Regions from separate parts of the Mus musculus genome. Here regions 1 and 3 are each linked to region 2. The links are chromatin contacts, called in public ChIA-PET and HiChIP or PLAC-seq maps. All regions are on one chromosome and are shown on one strand. The core of a region is the stretch at or near the end of the contact, and the rest is flanking DNA. Distances in the headings are between cores, read along the strand shown.

Evidence for each region. ChIA-PET counts read pairs in DNA pulled down with a chosen protein or histone mark. HiChIP or PLAC-seq counts read pairs in DNA pulled down with a chosen protein or histone mark.
Region 1: an RNA polymerase II ChIA-PET map of effector CD8 T cells shows a contact between it and region 2, with 84 read pairs. The contact joins two enhancer-like sites. A contact is called at or near these places in 3 of 115 datasets of contacts at active chromatin or transcription factors (CD8 T cells, effector CD8 T cells and memory CD8 T cells) and 1 of 9 other capture datasets (adipose tissue).
Region 3: a contact with region 2 is called in a BATF HiChIP or PLAC-seq map of CD8 T cells, with 8 read pairs. The contact joins the promoter of Tigd4 here to the enhancer-like site in region 2. A contact is called at or near these places in 3 of 39 promoter capture datasets (macrophages, neutrophils and trophoblast stem cells), 1 of 15 datasets of contacts at CTCF or cohesin (CD8 T cells), 4 of 484 Hi-C or Micro-C datasets (CD4 T cells, the G1E-ER4 cell line, the N1E-115 cell line and 1 more), 6 of 115 datasets of contacts at active chromatin or transcription factors (CD8 T cells, bone marrow-derived macrophages, effector CD8 T cells and 3 more) and 4 of 9 other capture datasets (adipose tissue, embryonic stem cells, liver and 1 more).

What each region holds. Positions count from the first base shown.
Region 1 is chr3:84,769,340-84,773,159 of GRCm38.p6, forward strand. All of the region lies in intron 2 of Gm40079 (a long non-coding RNA gene), which reads left to right. Among named protein-coding and RNA genes, the nearest start is that of Gm40079, 26 kb to the left of the region's middle. Within about 2 kb of position 1,457, at least 34 of the 459 cell types and tissues checked have an H3K27ac peak or open chromatin away from gene starts, as enhancers often do. A contact at or near this core is called in CD8 T cells, effector CD8 T cells and memory CD8 T cells, where this site is marked.
Region 2 is chr3:84,676,745-84,680,335 of GRCm38.p6, forward strand. All of the region lies in intron 1 of Tmem154 (transmembrane protein 154), which reads left to right. Among named protein-coding and RNA genes, the nearest start is that of Tmem154, 12 kb to the left of the region's middle. Within about 2 kb of position 2,082, at least 92 of the 459 cell types and tissues checked have an H3K27ac peak or open chromatin away from gene starts, as enhancers often do. A contact at or near this core is called in CD8 T cells, the G1E-ER4 cell line, adipose tissue and 3 more, where this site is marked.
Region 3 is chr3:84,591,887-84,595,617 of GRCm38.p6, forward strand. Tigd4 (tigger transposable element derived 4) reads left to right here and starts at 1,688. Exons shown (of 1, transcript NM_207278.2): 1 at 1,688-3,731. The coding sequence starts at 1,892. The coding sequence ends at 3,433.

The DNA of each region.
Region 1 (3,820 bases), core at 207-2,706, 92 kb after region 2:
ATTTCTTCCTCTTTATCACTGACATAATGGCTAGTTAGGGCACTGGGGCCGAGACTCTCTGGTATGTGAGCATGCTGCTTGTATCTTGCATTTTCATGGATGTATGAAAACTTGGAATTACTAAAATGGCAAACTAATGAGTGTCTGAAGTCACCGTTTCATGCCATGACCATACCCACAATTTACAGGAATCTCTGGCCAGGAAGGGCTGGGTGGAGCTAAAGACCACAGTCTGAGGACAGCAAAGCCAAAGGCCAAAGACAGCTGTCCTGCTCCAAGCGGGGGAAGTTAGAGCCCGTGGTGAGCGAGGCAGAGCCCACAGTGTGGGAAAGCTGAACCACTGTCAGCCAAGTTCGGAATGTTAAGACAAAGGACAAGAGCAGGCCCAGGGGACAAGGTCATCGCACATCCAGGAACACAGGCACACCCTTCTCCAGAGGGCCAGTTTAATAAGCTTCCATTTGTATTTTAAAGATTTAAGCAGCAGGCGTCCTCCCAAGAGAGTGGTCACTTTCAAACTACACTACATTCATGTGTGGGTCATAAAATGTATGCTGAGTATCTACCAGCATTTATTAATGAGATAAAAAAAGCAAATAGAATAGAAAGTATCTATTGCCACAGAAGGGGTGGAGTGGTCTGCTTTGGTTATGGGTACATGTACTACAAAGCCCTCTGAAGTCCAGAACATATGGACATTCCCCCAGGAGCATTTCTGTCTCCTCCCTTTTAACTTGGTCCTTCTGGTGTCAAAACTCCCTCCTTAATATGTTATCAAAAGCACTGGGCCAAAAAGCAGAGCACAAGCCCAGCTGAAGTTTAGGGGTCAATCTAAGTTGAAGATAGTACTTCACTTCTGATCCTGATAGCTCATTCTCTGAACGTTTGCTCCCAAGACTGTGATGGTCATGGTAGAACCATCAAGAGGTTATACATCCTTACTCCTGTGATGAAGAGGGTGTGAATCAGCTGGGATAGCTGGTGTTTGTCCTCTTTGACCTATAAGAGTTGCCAGCCGGTGTATCAGTCTGATATGGTACTGGCAGAGTCTCCTGGGATGCCTTCTTCAGGGCTGTACCAGCAGATTGATGAAGCTGGTAACAGAGGCACATGGTGGTTGGGGTAAGCCAAGGGTTACATTTGTATTTTCTTTGCTGGACTCTGGCTTTCAAGCAATGGGGCTTAGTACCTGGTAGCTGCCTGGAGCTGAAACCATTGTGCTTCCATGTCAGCTGCTTCTCGTGTGCTTGCGCATCTCTGTGAGCAAGACTGGTTTACACATACCAGAAATATTTTTTGCTTTTATTTTCCCACTCGGCAAGATGTTTCTTTCATCTTAGTTTTTATATATTTTTTCTGAAGCCAGTGGTTTCTGGTTGTTTCGTTTTCACATCTGTTAAGTTTGGGTTTGGGGTGGGGTTGTTTTGTTTTCCCTTTCATCTCCCCTCTCCTCACCCTGCCTTCCACATATATTTTTTATTCTCTTAAGACAGGGTTTCACCTTGTAGCACTGGGCAGCCTGGAACTCGCAGCGATCTGCCTGCCTCTGCCTCCAGACTATTGGGATTAAAAGGTCACACTGCCCTGTGCTCCTATTACTAATTCATGAATCAAGAGAGCAGGACTGTCATCCAGCATTTGGTAAACTAAGGTGGGAGGATCATGAATTCCTAACGTGCCTGCGCTGCATAGCAAGACTGCAAGACTAAAAGTAAAGAGATCAAGACAGAGGGAGGGGAGAAAAAGAGAGGGGGAAAGAAGGAAGGAATGAACGAAAGAAGAATGAACAATGTAAGACATTTCTTTGTTTGCCAGATGTGGCTGTTCTCATTAATCCTGTCCGAAGGAGCAGAGGCAGGAGGATTTCTGTGAGTTCAAGGCTACACTGATTTATACAGTGAGCTCTAGGACAGCCTGGGCTAGAGAGTGAGACCCTGTCTCATACAAACGACTACAGAACCCCTACTTCTTGAATTTTTGTTAAACAGAGAGTTTGTGATTACACTTTCAGATGGAATTTCTGACTGGCTCTTCCCTCCTTTTTTAAGTGGCAGAATTCTTAATGGGAATGTGGGCCTGATTCCTTCTTAAGAGTGCCGGGCACTCTTAAGCCGGGCAGTGGTGGTGCATGCCTTTAATCCTAGCACTTGGGAGGCAGAGGCAGGAAGATTTCTGAGTTCGAGGCCAGCCTAGTCTACAAAGTGAGTTCCAGGACAGCCAGGGTTACACAGACCAAACATCTCTATATCGTGCTACTGGGTGGTGGGGACTTGCTTAGAGCAAGTTAGGTCTTCCTCCTCCTCCTCCTCCTCCTCCTCTTCCTCCTCTTCCTCCTCCCCTCCTTCTGTCAGCATCCTGGTTGAAGGAGGTGAACAGTCTACTCAACCATTGGCCTTATTCTTATTCTTGGTCCCATGCCACCAGAGGCCCAAAGCAACACAGTCATGTGACCACTGACTGAATTTTTTTTAAAACCGTGAACCAAGTAAACTTTTCTTTTTAAAAGTTGATTGCCTTGCTAGGCATTGATGGCTCATGCCTTCATCCCAGCATTAAGGAGGCAGAAGCAGGCAGATCTCTTGTGAGTTTGAAGCCAGTCTGGTCTACAGAGCGAGTTCCAGGACAGCCAGAGCTACATAATGAGACTCTGTCTCAAAACAAAACAAAGCAAAACAACAAGAAAAAAAATGTTGATTACCTCAGGCATTTTGTCACAATGACTGTGACTAATATAGGGAGGAAAAGGGAAGGAGGGTGTCGTCACCTCTATTGAAGCTAAGAGCTGGGGGTGGGGTGTGGAGGAGGACAGTGACAGAGGCTCCTGGTCGGCAGAGATAGACAGATAAGCTATGGGGGAGATGAGGGCTGCCTCAGCAGTTCAGGATGCCAGCACTGGTCCTGGACTGGAGTGCTTATCTGCAGGGCAGAGCCTCACCCTGGGATCTGAGAATGTGCCATCAAACTGTTCAGGCAGATGGCAGAGCTCCAGGGCAACCTCATATTTCCTTGAAATGACCTACCCTGTAGTTAGCACTTCAGCCTGAGCCTCTGACCTCCCTTTAAAAGTCTGAGCTTCCAGAAGCTTCCTCGCCTTTTTTATGTTTCACGTCGAAGAAGACAAGTTGTCCCTATGTTACTCGGGTTGCGTGGAACGTGGGATCTTCCTGCTTCAGCCTGCTAAATGCAGAAATTGCCTGCATGTGCCACCAACCACATCCAGCCGAAACCTCCCCGCCTCCAACCCCTAGCCTAAAGGCTTCTTCAATCCCTGTGAAGAAAGCGAGTACTTCTTTAAAAGCCTTACATTAAACTTTATGTAGGAAAAAAAATGAACGCCTAGACACCAAGCGGGCATGGGTAGCGTTCTTAAATGCTCATCGCAGACCAGCTGTGAACCTTGGGCTAGCTAGCAACTGCTAGTTTCTAAATATGAAAATGGAGAAAGTTATGGGTTATTTTGGATTGTTGTGAGAATTACATAAAATAAAGTTCATAAACTCCAAGGCTGGATGGACCCTCAGTTAATGAAACCAACATGTGTGTTACAGTCTTTCTCATAGCAGCTCCAGAGAAACCGAATTAGAACCCACAACTCCTTTAGACCCAGTGCTAGTGGCTAGCATAGGAACACTTGGAGCACAGGCATGGAGTTTATACCTCAAGATAAGAAATTAAAAAACAAAAAAAACTTTTTAGGAAAATAGTGAAAGAAGTTGTTGCTTAGAGAGCAGTACAATCCTGTCGACATCAAGCTAGCTACATAGCTGGCTTTCGTTCCTGCGTGGCTACCACTGTGAGAGCTCTATCAGCACTTTCTCTT
Region 2 (3,591 bases), core at 832-3,331:
AGCTTATTTCATAGACTGGATTGGTGTCCAGTTTGTACTGCTCTTCTTGCTTCCTGAGTGCTAGGATTGCTGACATTTGCTCCCTTGTCCAGGTAAGAATTTTGTATTCTGTCCTATGTAGTATGAGTATATTTTAAAACTGGACACGTGATACAGGCTAGAATGGCATTATTCCACCTCTGTGTAGCCCTGGATGTCCTAGAACACACTCTGTAGACCAGGCAGGCATCAAACTCAGAGATCCTTGTTCCTCCTGTCTCCCAAGTGCTGGGATTAAAGGTCTGTGCCACCACTGCTCAGCAAGAATAGTAATAAGTTTGTGCTGCTTTTTGGTCAGGTGAGCCAGGGAAAGGACCAGGGGCATTTTTGGACACTGCCCGAAGGCCATGGGCAAAGCTGTCCCAATGTTCCATCCTTCTACTTGGCAAGAGTGTTCTCATGTGTCACACACAGTCATCCTCCACACCCAGGCTGGTACCCAGTATGTCTGCCACGGTCATTTGTTCCAGTTTTGTTCCTGGCCACCCTATAATCAGGTACCACAAATGCAAAACAATTAATTTTGAAAAAGTGATCACTAGAAAAAATAACTGATTAATGGTGTATGTACCTATTCAGATTGCTCCCAAGGTTCCTTTTGGCATGTGGCTCCCAATCACACTTAAATTAATAAGTCTGTCATTGTGAGTCACAGCAAATTAAGACACTGTCCACTCACTCATGGTTTAATTCAGTAATTCTTAGGCCAGCAAGCTTATTTACCAGAGTCATCTAGGAAGACTTTAAGGAAATATTATTAGGACTAGGGCTATCACTCACCAGAGGACTCTGTGTGTGTGTGTGTGTGTGTGTGTGTGTGTGTGTGTGTGTGTAGCATGAGGAAGGTCCTAGGACTGCTTCTAGACATACATCCTGTTACCCAGGATACATCCCTACACAGCATCAAGTAACTGGTGAAACTGCGGGAAAATAGCTGTTGGGACAACTGATCATTATTAATCACAAAATGAAATTATTTAGGCAACAACTCTCAGACCAGTGAACTGTCTTGAGCTTTAACTCAAACCCACTATGTCAGGACTCTGGGAGAAGAACCTGGCAGTCTATGCTTTATGAAGCTTCCTGGATAGTTCCAAAGACTGGAGGCTTAAACCACCATGCCATGCCATCAGCAGACCTTTTCGGGGAGACTCAGGTTCCCATCTCTCAGACTTATTCAGGAAGGGGAGTGCTCCTGTCATGATATATCTGCCCAGCATCATCCAGAAACTCAGCTTTCAATGATAACCTTAAGCATCAAGTTCAGCTGAGAGAGTTGGGTCCTAGGTTTCCAGGGCCTTGAGTTTGAGTCTTGTCAAGTTTACAGAACGAACAGCAGAACAAGAGTGAGTTGAGTTGTTAGCCCAAGGAAGGGCTAGAAGCAGAGAGTTTAGAGGTTGGTCTCAACCTTGACTGCACCCTGCATTCCCCTGCAGGTAATTCTCCCAGCCTTCATCCCAGCCTCTGATATAGATACCATGTGAGTGAGACCTGAGTATCAGGCATGCAAGGTGCTCAGGCAGTGGGAATGTGCAGCTAAGGCAAAGATGACCTTGGCTTCTGAACTTTATTGTTTGAGACAGGAGCTCGCGTAGTAGTCAAGGATGACTTCGAACTTGTGATCTTCTTGCCTCTACCTCCAAAGAGCTTGGACTGCAGGCATGCTTAGTTTTCCCCAGAGCTGAAGTTACACCCAGGGCTTCACGCCGGACAAGCCTTTATCACCTGAGCTATATCCCTATACCCACTTGGTTTCCTATTTATTTATTTAGCTATTATTTTAATCTTTTTCTAACAGACTTTGGGCTCCTCACTCTTTGCTCCATGCAGATGTCAGGGGTGATACTTAGGTAGAACTCTTGGGTTTAGTTTCTTGAGTATCCTCAAAGTCACACATGTGGTCGGTTAGTCCACAGAACAGGAGAGAGAGCACAGGACACCAGGTGTGCCTTGTTCCATTTCACTGTCTGAGTTATAAGTACCTAAGTCATTGGGGCACACACTCGGCAAAATCAACAAAGGCAAGAACAGGCCCAGCACAGGGCACGATATCCTGAATTAGGAAGCCCTCTTCTATTGTTGCTTTAGTTTGTGGGTCCTTAGCAGGGAAGTGGGGGTACTCCCCATTTCAAAACCAAGAAGGGTCAGGGTGTACTGAGTGGTAGAGCACATGCTTAGCAAGCAAAAGGTCCCCAGCACCATCCAACCACATGCTCTTTATCCTCACTCTAGCACTAGCTTAACAGCACAGCAGCAACCACAAAACCTAGAGATCTCGATTACACATTTGTTCCACTTTCAAAAAAAAAAAAAGAGAGAAGTTAGCTGGCTTGCTTCACCAAGAAGCAAACTCATTTCCACTCAGTGGCTGTCCTCAGGACGATGACACAGGCATGCGTGAGGCTCAGATACTGGAGCTATCAGACCTCATCTCATTTCTTCCCCGACTCACAAAGATTTTCTCCGGGGTCCTCACCAGATGTGCACCCTGTGAGTCCCAGATGTGTTTGCATAAATACCGTCAACAAGCATTTGTAAGTGAGCCTTCTTTAGTATCTGCTGACTCAGGGCCGAACAGTCAGATGATGAGATGTAGCCTACCTTCAAGTTTCTGACAGTGACATTGTGATGTTAAAAGGTGACATTGAGTCATTCTTTAAGGACCAGAAGGAGAAATGATGAAATGAAGGAGCTCTGGGAAGTTTGGGATGGGGTCACTTGATATAACCATGACCAGGCCAGCCATCAGAACACTCCTGTTGGAGCCCTGCTGACCGGTGGCAGGCAAGGCCTACCTGCATTTCACACACTGCCTTCAGGGTTTCTTCTGCCTTTTGCTTGCTGACACCTCTTCTTTCCACACCCACTGTATCCTCACCCCACCCTCAGCTCTGCCAATTTTATCCCCATCCCCACCACTCATGTCCTGAATAATATCCAAATTGTTAGCCCCGAAATATGAGAATAAATGAGGAAGTTATAGCAGGTGGGCGGAACTCCCGAGGGACAACCAAGAAGCACACCAGGAAAGAAGATAGGTAGACGAACAAAGTTGACATCAGGTATGCCGCCCTGGTGTCTGTGCCCCAGGCTGAGAAGGCACGGCACTTACCCACTCACCTGCCTTCCGGAGCACTTTTAGGGAACAAGTTCTAAAATGGGAAGGGCTCTTCCAGGGTTCCTTCGTTATGAACATGGAGTCGGGGAAGGAGTGGATATGTAGGGTGTCTGAGGCAAAAGAAGAAAACCTGAAAGCCCCGTGGAGCTTACTTAACCTAGGTAGCGCTCATTTTCTGGAGATCTGTTTTATGGCCAGGGTGCTAGGTGCTAGACTCTAGTGCTGTGTGACATGGCACCAGTTATTGCCGTTCTTCACAAAGCAAAGGCAAGTGCTAGAGCCCATGGGGTTGCCTGAGGCTGAGCGGCGGTTTAGGGGCTCCCCGACTTCCATTGGGTTAAAAGCTGCTTTAACTCAGTGGCGGGGTGTGTGTGGGAGCTTTGGGGGAAAGTCCCTGAGCTGCCTTCTGCTAGCTCCATCCACCACCACTTTAG
Region 3 (3,731 bases), core at 438-2,937, 85 kb before region 2:
AGCCTAGATGAAAAACGGTGAGCTCCAGGTTCAATGGAAAACGTTGTCTCAAGAAAGGAAAGGCAGAAGACAGAGAGTAAAGAAGAGGAAATCCAACATCCTCCTCTGACCCCCCCCTCACGCCACCGTTTCTAGTCTATTTTTAAGTGCCATTCCTGCCCCCAATCTGCAATTTAGAGCTGAAAAAATTGAAAAGAGAAGACCATGATAATGAAAGCATCAGCCCACATTCGCTGGACACTTTCTTCAACTATTAAGTTATCCTGCGCATGGTGGTTTCCTGTTGTTAGACCTAGCCAACACTTGAGAGGCTGAATCAAGAGGATGGCAAGTCTGAGGCCCAGCTGGTCTATGTGCAAAGATGTGTGTGTGAGACAGAGAGGAGGAGGGAGAGAGGGAGAGAGGGAGGGAGAAAGAGAGGGAGGGAGGGAGAGAGAGAGAGAGAGAGAGAGAGAGAGAGAGAGAGAGAGAGAGAGAGAGAGAGAAGCTATTCTGAGTGCCTCTTAGGAAATTCACTGAGCCTTACTAAGTACACAGCAGCAGTATGAAGTCAGTCCTGTGGTTTCTCCCCTTTTACAGGTAAAGCGGCCGAGGCTTTAATGGTTAAGACCCAGGACCACTTAAGTTCTAACAGTGGTCACTTCTCAAGATCCATACTATGGCAAGTCACTTTTCCACACATAGACAAACCAACATAGAGGGCCTGAAAGGGTAAGAAACATGATCACTCTACTCTCTTATTTTAGTCTAGATAATTTTCTACATTATATTCCTTAACAACGTGTTTATTATGAAGCATGTTCTCAACACTGACCTGTTTATATTCATAGACTATACTAAACTGATGTAAAAATTATTGGATTTTATTTAGCTTTGAGGGAGCATAGGGTTTAGACGTTTTAATGGAATATAGTCATCACCTGAATTGAGTATTTCAATGAAGTATTTCTAGCAGACTCCTATGAAGAAGACCGTCTCCCATGTGCTATTAAAAATTGAGCTCATGACTGCAGTCTGTAGTTATTTTTTTTCTTGTAGAGCCAGAGGGTACAGTCTGTGACCTCATGTAGAAAATAGCCACCAAGAATCTATCCAGGATCATTTTTAGTTCTTTAGTTTTGGCATGCACAAACAATTTTCAAAGCAGATTAAATTTGTCCAATGTACTTTAGAAGTATGTATTGCAAAGCACAAGCGGGGGATGCAAGCCACAGAGCAGAGCTTTTAATGGCGAGGCCATTCGGGAAGCAAGCATCCGTCTGGAAGCTTTGGTTACTACATTTCCAGAAACTTCTTCCCTTCCTTTTCATTGTCGCTCTGAGCATGGCAGTATCCAGTTTCCACATTGCTAAACTTCTGCCTTTTCCCCTGGCATTTTCAAGAAGTAGAAGGAGTGTGCCATTTTTTTTTTCATTCTGTACCCTTGAAGAAACTAGAACTTAAGCTGGGATATCTTTCCATGAACATTTTTTAATGTTTCTTATCTCTGAACCTGCTGTGGAGAATTTAGTACAAGACATGCATGGATAAAATGAATCGTCTTAAAGGATTGCAGCTCCAAAAATACCCCAGCAGGACTGGGCAGGTTTGACATAATGACATTCCTATTTTAGCCTGACTTCTGGAACTCTGAAGAACTATAAATTGAGCCACACAAGATCCTAAGAAGGTGGTGCCTCTTCTAACCGCATATAGAATTTTTCTTCAGACTTTTGGAAAAGATGTATCTAGTGGTTGTTTTCCTAGAGAATGAGACTGTTGGTACTTACCAACTTTAATACAGGAAATGATAGGTAGAAAGCCCTGCTCTGTATCCTACTGAAAACCAAATTTGATTACGGAAACTTACACCAGGAGCTCAGAGCCAAGGTCTGCACAAGCCGCATCTGAGATGGCAGAAGCCTCTGTGGATATCGGGACTCAGCCCGTAACCGTGAAGAAAAAGAAGAGCCTGTCCATCGAGGAGAAGATTGACATCATAAATGCAGTGGAAAGTGGCAAGAAAAAGGCAGAGATTGCAGCTGAATATGGCATAAAGAAAAATTCATTGTCTTCCATTATGAAAAACAAAGACAAAGTTCTAGAAGCCTTTGAGTCTTTGAGATTTGATCCGAAGAGAAAAAGACTGAGAACAGCGTTTTATACGGATCTAGAAGAAGCATTGATGAGGTGGTATCGGATTGCTCAGTGTCTAAACGTTCCAGTTAATGGCCCGATGTTGCGTCTAAAAGCTAATGATTTTGCCCAGAAGCTGGGACACAATGATTTTAAGTGCAGCAATGGTTGGCTGGATCGTTTTAAGTCCAGGTATGGCTTAGTATTCAGAGCACAACCCGTAGAAGCCACGGGTATATCTATAGACCCTTCCACTGTGTGGTACCAAAATGTGCTACCTTATTACTTAAATGATTATCATCCTAAAAATGTTTTCAATGTAAAAGAGACTGGGTTGCTTTATCGAATGTTACCTACAAATACTTTTGCATTCAAAGGGGAAACATGCTCAGTTGGAAAGTTGTGCAAAGACAGGATAACGCTGGCACTCGGAACAAATATGGATGGCTCTGAGAAGCTCCCTTTGCTGATCATCGGGAAAAACCGAGCCCCGCGTTGTTTCAAGGGCATAAAATCATTGCCTGTGTACTATGAAGCTAACAGAACGGCGTGGATGACCGCAGCCATATTCGAGCAGTGGATGCAGAAGCTGGATGAGAAATTCCAAGCCCAGAAACGAAGAGTGGTGATTTTTGTTGACTCTTGCCCCGCACATCCGGAAGTGAAAAACCTAAAGTCCATTGAGTTGGCATTCTTCCCGTCATGCTTGTCTTCCGGGTTTGCAGCTATGAATCAAGGTGTTATTAAAAGCCTTAAAATCAAATATCGGCATTGTCTTATCAAGAAATTTTTAAGTTCAGTCGAAAGTAGCAAAGAGTTTACATTTTCTCTTCTAGATGCAGTTGATACATTGCATCTCTGCTGGAGAGCTGTAACTCCAGAGACTATTGTTAAAAGCTATGAAGAAGCAGGATTCAGGTCTCCAAAGGGAGAAAATGACACAGCCAATGCAGATGCTGCTGTTGCTCTTGACCTGACTGCCCATGCAGTGGGGGCAGGAGTGGAGTTTCTTGAAGGCTTGTCCATAGAGGAATACGCTGCCCTGGATGAGGACCTGGAGACTTGTGAAGCCACCCAGAAAGATGATGCCGAGTGGGCCGGAGAAAGTAAGCAAGACGAAACTGGTCTTTATACTTCCGATGAAGAGGAGGAGGACAGCGGGGCGCTAGAAGTGGATCTGCCGTCACCATCCAAGAAGGACGCGCTCTCAGCTGTAGGCACTCTGAAAAGGTTTCTTAGAAGTCACGACCTGAATGATGAACTTCACGGTTCTTTAGCAGACCTTGAAAACTTTATTAACGCTTTGTCACCTAAGTAGTCACGTATTGTTCGGCTGCAGAGCAGTAACTTTTCCTCGGGTATCTTATTACCCAAGGAATGTAAACAGAAAGTATCGCTTAAACAAGAAAAGAGAAAGCTTGATAATAATCGGTGGCTTAACTGCAGAGCCTTTGATCTGCATAGCGGGGGCTCCCTAGTAAAGAATGACTAAGTAAAACTGCAAAATTCCGTTTAGCAGGTTTGGGGAGAATAAAAAATGTGTTTCAGAGGCTTTATACTTGAAAGAAACTTAGCATGTGTGTGAAAGAACGCCAGCTGGCTGACTCACGCGCATG